Linked DNA regions of Lactuca sativa: region 2 is linked to region 1. A link is a contact called in public Hi-C data. All regions are on one chromosome and are shown on one strand. The core of a region is the stretch at or near the end of the contact, and the rest is flanking DNA. Distances in the headings are between cores, read along the strand shown.

Region 1 (5,023 bases), core at 174-2,673:
CGCCACAAAAGTGAAGTTGGCGACTAAAGCTTGCGAGTCTAGAGGATCGGATGTTTCTTCAGTGGGTTGAAGGACTTCTAACTGAATCTCCATGGAAGAACGACCAACCCAAGTAACAGCTCCAACTATTTTCAAATCAATGTCAACAAGAATCGGCTTTTTGATAACCATTTTGTCCACAGAAGCAGTCACTAGCAACAAGGAATCCGCCATGCCTGCATTATTGAAGCAGTGCTGTTTGTTTCACAGATCCAACAGAAACCACAACTGTTATAATCACGATGTTCTCTCATGAATGCATATAATCTGACAAAAGAGAAGGTAAAGGGGCGTACTTTGAAGGAGATGGTACCCGCGAGAGCATCAAGGTCTTCAAGCAATTTCCCCGCACGAATTCCGTTCCATGGATTCCTGTACTGTTCTCTGAGAATGTAATCGGAAGAAAAAGGGTAAAGAATGGTAGTCCGGCTGTGCGATGGAGTTTTTTCAGTAATGGAGTCGACATCCGAAGAAGGGGTGTCGAAAATGGATCTCGCTTGCCAAAGAGCATTTGTGGCCGGTGAATGATACATACCAGGCCACATACAGACAGGCTTGCGCAAGGAAGAACCGGCGTCAATGGCGGACACATCGTCATCTTGAAGACGTTGAGAATTAGGGCAAGATACAGTGGAGGCAACAGAATTGGGATCGATTCCGCTGATCGAAGGTGGGTCTGGTGGCCCCGAAGAGGAATATGACCTGAAACTACAAAACAAACGATTGAATATTTGGGGATTTTTCGAGGAAAGATTCAAGCTTTTGTGTGGGTTACGACATCGATAATCGTAATTGTGATTCAAAAGGAGAAAACGAGTGGTGTACAGTGATGGGTATCTGAGTTTTTTCGTTAATGTTGTAACAGCAACACCATAACCGAATCTTAGTGCTCTCATTTCGTTTGATTTTCTTATTGAAAGAGGAATTATACCTACAGAAACAAAGATAACGTTATACATAATAAACATCAAATAGGCAACCACAATGGATTTTAACCGATCCCCCTACTTACTAGGTCAGGTCTGCTACACTTTTTTCTTTCTTTCATGGGAGGCCCCGGAAGTGATGGTGAATGTTCCATGTGTTTGAAATTGAAATCAATTTGTCAAGAAACTTTCTGCTAATATAATGGTAGTCATAAAGTATGAGACAGACATAGATGATCGATCCATCAAATGAAACCTTCCTTACCCCCTTGCCAAAAATAGGTAAAAGCAAGAAATTATGTTTCACATTTTGATGAAGATAAATTGATCGAGTTCTTTATGAAATGATCGAAAATCACCCTTTTCAGTTTTCAAGTTTCGTAACGGATGAGAATGTTAGATGAAGGAAGAGACTGTGGGAGTGGTGGCAACCAAGCCGCCGTAAACTCACCACCAACCAAATAAATTGAAAATGTTTTATATAAATGGAAAATGTGAACCACTCCATGATATATATTTTTTTATTTTTATTTTTTTATGATTAAATTAAATAAAAAACATAATTTAAAATATAATAAATTATTTTATATTAATTACAACCACAATACATTAAATTACAAAACATAGAAAGTTAAAGCTAAATTACTGAAAAAAAACATAAAAAACTAAACCTAAATTACTAAAAAAACATAAAAACATAGAAAATTAAACCTAAATTATTAAAAAAAATATAGAAGTTAGTTGCGATAGTTCTTGAGAATTTCTTGTTGAATTTTTAAAAACACGCTTAAATTTTCCGGGTTGAGATTCAGTTGCATACCGTATTTAAAATTTGAAGGTCGATGATTGCTGTTTTTTGCCGACGAGCTTCCTCCGTTAATTCATTTTTTTTCTAAAAAACTTAGAGTTTTGTCTATTTTGTGGTGTAAAATGTTAGTAAAATAATGGGTATTTATAGTGGTAGTTGATAAGTTTCAAATTGATTTTTTTAATTTGCTAATGGTAGGATTTTTGTGGGTTAAATGGACCGTTGCCAAACTCATCTCCGATTGGTCGTCTCACCCTATCTTCAGACTCACGACACAGCCAGAGCACCGGCCCTGGGCGGTGTTCACGCGTCTTTTGCTATGCCAGGTAGGATTTTCACGCGTGGAAAACCTTCAACTCCGATTAGCCTAATAGTGACCGACCTATGGAGACATATCGGTAATGTTCTAAATAACGTGAGACGTGACTTGATTACAATGTCAAAGTTAAGTTATGATGAGATTTGGCAAGTTATGTTGTTTTTCAAAGTGTGACTAATTTATGTGCATTAAAATAGATAAATCATATAATTATTGAATTTTATCAAATATATCAAGTTTATAGAAGTGATATATTAATATCTAATATAAAAAAGTTAATAAAAACTTCATTATTTTATGCCCTATCAAGTAAAAAAATAAAATCAAAAACAAAAAAACCCGAATTTGAAAAAAACTTGCGCCATAGCACGATAATGCATGCCTTGATACGTTATTTCACGTTAACAAACCCGTTTTAAACGTTTTCATAACGACTATACCACACATCTATCCATGTCATACCTTGAGGCACACTTTTTAGAACCATGCATATAGGGATGCACAAAGACCGCACGTTTAAAGTGGTCTAATCTTTTGAATACAAAAAGAAACCAAGGGGGTGTTTGCGAGTGTTTTTTAAAATGATTTATTAGTTTAAAAAAAATCAATAAGTTAGAAAGATGTTTGGTAAACATTAATTTTTCAGTGAAAAAAATGACTTTTTCAGAAAGTTAGAAATTCTTACATTTTCCAAAAAGTCAATAATGAGTTTGAGAAGCAATCCCAAACACGCCTAAATTTCAATTTGCTCTATTTGGTTTACAAAAAGTCTAACTTTGAGAATAACTAATGGACAAATCATGCCGAAACATTTGGTTTTAATTCATTGCGCGTCTAGTTGTTAAGCATATAAAATCATCTAATTTTGGTCGTTAGACACAAACATATGCACTTGAGGCGTCTTGTTGTCATCAGTCTCTATTATACATGGTTTAAAATGTCAATCTCATACCTACTATTGACCTTTTCAATATAAATATTTTTCACCTCCTTACCCATTTTTGTAACACCTGGAATTTGAGGAGCAACTTTGGGTATAAATCACCTTTTGGGACTGAACACGACGTGTTGGAGGCACCAATACGGGGTGTCGAGATAAGAAAAGGCGCGGGTCTCATTAAGAGTAACACAACATTTTGCCTCCTAACACACGGTGTGTTGGTCATTTGGATGGATATGTATTGGTTGGAGCTGAGATTCGAAGTCGGGACCTCATCAACTATGGATCAGATCGAGAGTTGAGTGTTCCTTACTATACTTGTTGGTTCGAAGGCACCAAGGTTGGCCCTTTTGGATTGTTATCCTAATTATTGCAAGATTGAGTATCGTAGTGATCTGTTAGATCTGTATCCTGGTAGATAGGATAATGATATGCTTAGTGATCTGCAAGATCTGTCTGTTTGTTATTGGCTGGTTAATTGTATAGTTATCTATTATATATATATATATATATATATATATATGTGTGTGTGTGTGTGTGTGTATGTGTGTGTGAGAGTGGTTGGGTTGAGGCGGATTTGCTTTGTGCTGAAGGCCAACATACCCATGGCGTCCCGGATAGACTTGTGACAACTGTCAAAGTCAAGTCAAGTCAACAAGTCAACAAGTCAAACCGATAAACTTATTTAGTGCTTGTATGATAGGATATACTCTATGTCTTATTACGTACAACCCTCTATCATAATACAAAGTATCACTCATAAGTTTTAAATGTTTAGAAATTCTAAACCCTAACCAGGGTGAGTGAGGTAATACGGGTGGTCTAAAACACTCATTTCAAGGCATAATGGGGTTTACAAACCTTGCATTACTAGGCTAAACCCTAACAAAGGTCACAAACAAAGTGTCTCTTAATCTCTCTCACTATATCTCTCTCTATCCCAAATCTCTCACAAAATCCCTCTTAACTTTTGATAATCATTCGGGGTATCCTGACCCTTAACTTAGTCAAAAACCACTCGAAACGTGAAGATTAATTGAAAAACAACAATATAGGACCGAAGCCCCACCATAGAACCGAACCCTCCTTAAGACCGAAACCTACATTCGGTTCGGATCAACATTCGGTTCGAGAATCAACATTCGGTCTCGAATCAACCTTCGGTCCGAGACACACTTTCGGTTCAGACCACCTTCGGTCCTCGGTTCATCTCACTCTTGGTTTCCACTCGACAAGCTTTGCCTATGAGCCTTCTCGGACCGAACCTGTCTTCGGGTCTCAGTCTCATGGACCGAACCTTCACTCTGACCCTCGGAACTTCGCAACTTCGCCTCTTAGTCCCAGTTTTCGACCACTTTCGCTTATTAAGCTCGTTCTTGATGATTTTGACGAGGGATTTTCACCCAAACTCATATTTTAACATATTATACCCTATAAATTCATATTTTAATCACATTTTGGGGAAATCTTTACTATATATAATATCTTTTGTACAAGACATTATCTAAGGGTTGGTTGACTTTTCCAAGAAGTTATGACACCATACCCACTTTATGCCGCTATTCACACTTTACCATATCAAATCGCTGTCCTTTTGATGCATTTTTCAACACTCCATCAGATTTACTCCCACAAAATTCACATAAGACTTTATATTCTTCTCCTTTTCCCAAAAGTTTCATTCATCACAATGAAAGATCAAATATACTCTCTCTCTTTCTTTCTCAATTATTCCTCCCCGGAACCAAGAACTTCAGGAGGTCACGAGTTCTTCCCCCGAATTTGGTAAGCTCTTCATTTCCACTCTTGAATATTCTACACACATTCACTCAAATCATGGATTTCTTATGCAAATATCGTCATATTTGTTCTTAGGATCTTCAAATCCTCAAGCATTCTCCAAGTGTTCTTGACTTGGAAACCCCTCTTATTCAACCATCCATCTCAGGAAATCACTCAAGGCGAGTTCATACCCCTATCTTTTCACATTT
Region 2 (4,683 bases), core at 537-3,036, 190 kb after region 1:
TATGTTTTGTACCTTTAGACCTCCAACTTCGAGTCCGCTTTTCTTTTTTGAAGCTACAGTCCTTTGTACCATTCTTTAGATTTTCCATATTATTGTGAAGAAGTTAGGAGGACTCATCATGGGAATCTTATTACATAGATCAACATTTCCATATCCATCCATTAATTGATGTTAGTAATACGAACATAAACCACCTAACACCTCACATATTGGATAAACACAAGCTCAAATAAAATAAAAGGGGGATTTTATTTAAAGAACCTCTCTTTAACATTTATTAATTCAATCTGTAGTGCTCATAACTACCCCTGGAGTTAGTTTCACAATCCCTTTAATCAGTTTCTCTCTATAACTATGCCAGGATAAAGCCATTCGAAATTTTTATAACAAGTAAGAGACTTAATAAAAATATTGTAAACATTTCCATATCGAATACTTAGTTCGAAACGAAAACTTTGATATAGATGATACCATTTGTATGATTCTTTCCCTTCCCTAGTGGTACCTCAACATTGAATAGATTTTTATTTGGTACATGATAGATGACGGTGTTTATATTTAGCTAATATCAATGAAGTTAATGGTATATCTCACCTTGTTCATCCCTGCAATTTATATCCTCCACACCCTCACAAGTTAATATAAAGTCATCTGGTATATCCTCTACACCATTATAATGGCGTGTGCCACCGCATCACCGCATCCCGTCAATAAACCCATGGGGTACCTATCACTAACATGCTACTCCACATATTTTTTCTATAATTTAATTCAAAAATACAATAATAACATAGATTTTTTTTAAAACTAGTTTTTCATTCAACAAAAAAAGACATTACATTAATTTAACAAAAACGACAATTTAAAATAAAAATAAAGAACACATTAAAAAAATATAAACAAATACAACTACCCGTAATCCTATTTTTTTTAAACAATGTTATTCTATTTTGAGGAATTCTTCAAATTTTGCCAAACATTGAGATGTGGAAAATGTTTTTGTTTTGTGTTTTCATATTGATCCATGACCACATTAACTGGATCGATATCGTTTTTGTGTAGATTGTTTATAATAAAGTTGTAAATTCCATTGAATTCGCAACATTTTACCTTCATATCGCATCATTTCGAACATACTTCATCAACATTTTGATTTACACAACCCATTAAATCATAGGAAACGCTTCGAACTTTTCCCCAAAAGAACTAGACATTTGAGCATCTTCTTCTTCCGAAACCTAAATCATGTTTCTGTTAACTTCTCTTCTTCCTCTTCTAACAAATTCATTATTTTGGGGGTCCTCAGTTTTTGAATTTAAGAACAATACAAATGTGTTAATGTGAATAAAGAGAGAATAATTGTATGAAAAATTAGACGGTTTTTAGTAATATTTATATCGGTAAAAATTAAATGAAAAAATGAAAAATCAAAATTAGCTATTACAATGGTCAACCATCATGTCAAAGCAAAGAGTTTTCACTAGTCGTGATCTGTCGTTGTCTGCACCATATTGGACAACGATCACGAGCCAAAACGAAAGACCTGGGTGGTGTTCGTAGCCGTGGTCCGTTGCCGCATAGACCGCTGCAAGGCAGATTTAAGAAGGGAGTAAAGGGGTCCATGCCCGCAATGGTTTAAATTTTTTTTATATAGATATATGTATTTTTCCCATTTTTTTACATAGGTATATATATTTCCCCCCTTTGAAATTGTTTCTTTGACATAGAGTGCGATTTTGAAATTCTAGATCCGCCCTTGGAACACGGAAACCTCTGTGATACCGAATGGTCTGATCACAATTTCCTGAATTTCATTATAATAATATATGGCTACCTTCGGAGAAAGTTCGTGACTTTACAGTCAATATTGGAGATCGATAAACAAATGCCCGACACATACAAAAACAACTCCACTACACCCAGTTCTTCTTCCTTTCTTCATAACAAGAAACAATGGATGCAGACAACACCTGCAAAAACCTGCCCAATCTCTATTCATCATTTGTCGACACTTTCGTCGACTTTTCGGTCAGCGAGATCTTCCTTCCCGACCCACCATCTCCTCCCGTTTTTCAAACCTCCTACCCTTCCCCTAATCGTCTAATAGCCATAGGTGATCTTCATGGCGACCTTCGCAAATCCAAACAAGCCCTCCGTCTTGCTGGTCTCATCGACTCCCAAGACCAGTGGTCCGGTGGCTCCTCCACTCTTGTACAAGTCGGAGATGTCCTCGATCGTGGTGGACAAGAACTCAAAATCCTTTACTTCCTCGAGAAACTAAAACGACAGGCTGCGAAGGTCGGCGGTAATGTCATCACTATGAACGGCAATCACGAAATCATGAATGTTTATGGTGATTTTTGGTGTACTGATCCATCTGGGCTTGATGAATTTCAAAATTGGGCTGATTGGTTTACTATAGGCAACAACATGAAGCGATTATGCGATGGACTAGAGAAACCTAAAGATATATACGATGGGATACCTACAAGTTTCCCTGGCGTTAAACAAGAATACGTAAACGGGTTTAGAGCAAGGATTGCTGCATTGAGACCTCAGGGTCCTATAGCAAGTAGGTTTTTGTCTAAAAACATGACTGTGCTTGTTGTTGGGGAGTCCGTGTTTGTTCATGGAGGGATCTTACCTCACCATGTTGCTTATGGATTGGAACGGATTAACGAAGAGGTGAGGGATTGGATTACTGGATTGAAAGAGACTGTATCTTCGGATTTAGTCATGTCCCGAAGCTCAGTTGTTTGGCTAAGAAAATTTTCTAACGAAGTGGCTGAAGATTGCGATTGTAGTATGCTGGAACATGTTCTTGCGACTATTCCGGGTGCAAGGAGGATGATCATGGGTCATACTATTCAGAAGGGTGGTATAAACGCATCTTGCAATAACAAAGCGATAAGGATTGATGTTGGTATGTCTAAGGGGTGTATTGACGGGTTGCCTGAGGTTCTGGAGATCAGTGAGGATTCTGGTCTACGAATCTTGACATCAAATCCGGCGTATGATCAGAATAGGCACGATTTGATGATGCGTAAGCAGCATGAAACACGACCAATTCAGGTTGAGGCTTAATCCTAATATTCTCTTTTATTACAATTGAATTTAGCACTCAAGATGTACACATTACTGAGTCTTGTTAATCAATTAGAAAATTATTGAGATTGTAAGCATAGTTAAGAAAGTTCTGATTTTTATTTGATTTACGTTGAGTTTGCAAACGAATTTCATTACTCCAAAGTTGCAATCAAAGACATACATTCAACAATGTTTCATAGCTAGAGAGGTTCTAAATTGGAAAATTAAATCTGGGGGAAAATTATAACTTGAGTTTTTGGTTTAATTATGTTAATCATTTTACTGTTAAAATCTCTCGGCTGAAGGATTAAAGTAGGTTTAAGTGATTATTATTTATTATTGTTGATTAGCATCTAAACTAAAAATGAAGTTAACATGATGGTCCACTTTGGAGGCGATAATCTGCTGGTATTTATATGGGTAGAATGGAATTTCGGAAACCTCAAGGTTCAGTCCTCAAGCTCAAACGAAGAACAAACTTTGTCATATTTATGGATCAATGCAAGTAATCCAAAAGGGGAATCCTTAAGCTGGGACCCATCCTTGAATGCTATATATTCTATCTAGACTTTTCTAGTCTTATGTTTGTTTTCTGTTGGTTTTGTTTCTTCCCCTTTCTTTCTTTGTACTTTCTAGCCTCTTATGTTTGTGAGCTTGCCATTAAAAAAAAAAAAAAAAAGAATTTCACATGATGGCGGACACATTACATAAGAGACTTTTCTAGTCTCTTATGTAGTCTCTTATGTTTGTCCACTTGCCCTTAAAAAAAAATAGTTACATGATGGTGGCCACGTTGCATAAGATGTTGACTACCATCCAAGGTGTATAAACTTTTCAGATTATCTATAATGGTGCAATGATATTGCTTTTTTTAATTGACTCGATCGGCTTTTAGAATTAAAATTCAGACGAATATAATGTTAAGATTGTTTCAAAAGTGCACCGGCGACACATCAACAAATATATCATATTGTTTAACTAATAATTTTAGTTATTTACAAATCAATTAAAAGAAGCGTCAGTGAATTTTTTGACGGACCCGCAGGATGGAAGATCCACACTTAGATCGGCTGACATTTTGGTCTTTGGATGGATAGAAGGGAAACATGGGTGCGTAGATCTTACTGGGGTCTCTCCTTTCGTTGGTTTGGGGAGCGGGAGTTTCACAGCTGGGCATGCCGCTTTGAAAGCCGTTACGTGCAAAGTGGTAAAACACGAGAATGCATGTATAAAAAATCAACATGTGTTTGTAACTTTTGCATTCGATACATTTGGTTTTCTCGCACCAGAGGGGGTGGACATTACAAAAAAAATGCCAATTAGTGACGAAAACGAAATGGTCAGTAACAGTAGAACGATTCGTCACAAAATGATTTAGTGACGAAAATTACAGTCGTCACTTTTCGTCACTATAGGTCCGTCACAAAATCGATTTTGTGACCAAAATTGAATATGGTCACTAAATAGTGACTAAAATATACTCATCACTAAATTTGTGACGACCCGTTTCGTCACTAAATATTGTCACTAATTGAAGAAAGTTGTCACTGTTTTATTCATTTAGTGACGACTTTTAATGACCACAAAAATGTCACT

Evidence for each region. A called contact is a pair of places that touch in the nucleus more often than the background predicts.
Region 2: a contact with region 1 is called in a Hi-C map of leaf, with 7 times the contacts expected there. The contact joins the promoter of LOC111886321 here to the promoter of LOC111886329 in region 1. A contact is called at or near these places in 2 of 4 Hi-C or Micro-C datasets (both in leaf).

What each region holds. Positions count from the first base shown.
Region 1 is chr2:103,506,737-103,511,759 of Lsat_Salinas_v11, forward strand. LOC111886329 (acyl-coenzyme A thioesterase 2, chloroplastic) reads right to left here and starts at 1,424. Exons shown (of 5, transcript XM_042899139.2): 1 at 1,052-1,424; 2 at 336-970; 3 at 1-234. The coding sequence starts at 935.
Region 2 is chr2:103,696,628-103,701,310 of Lsat_Salinas_v11, forward strand. It overlaps LOC111886321 (shewanella-like protein phosphatase 2), which reads left to right and starts at 1,787. Exons shown (of 2, transcript XM_042899140.2): 1 at 1,787-3,072; 2 at 3,512-3,936. The coding sequence starts at 1,954. The coding sequence ends at 3,616.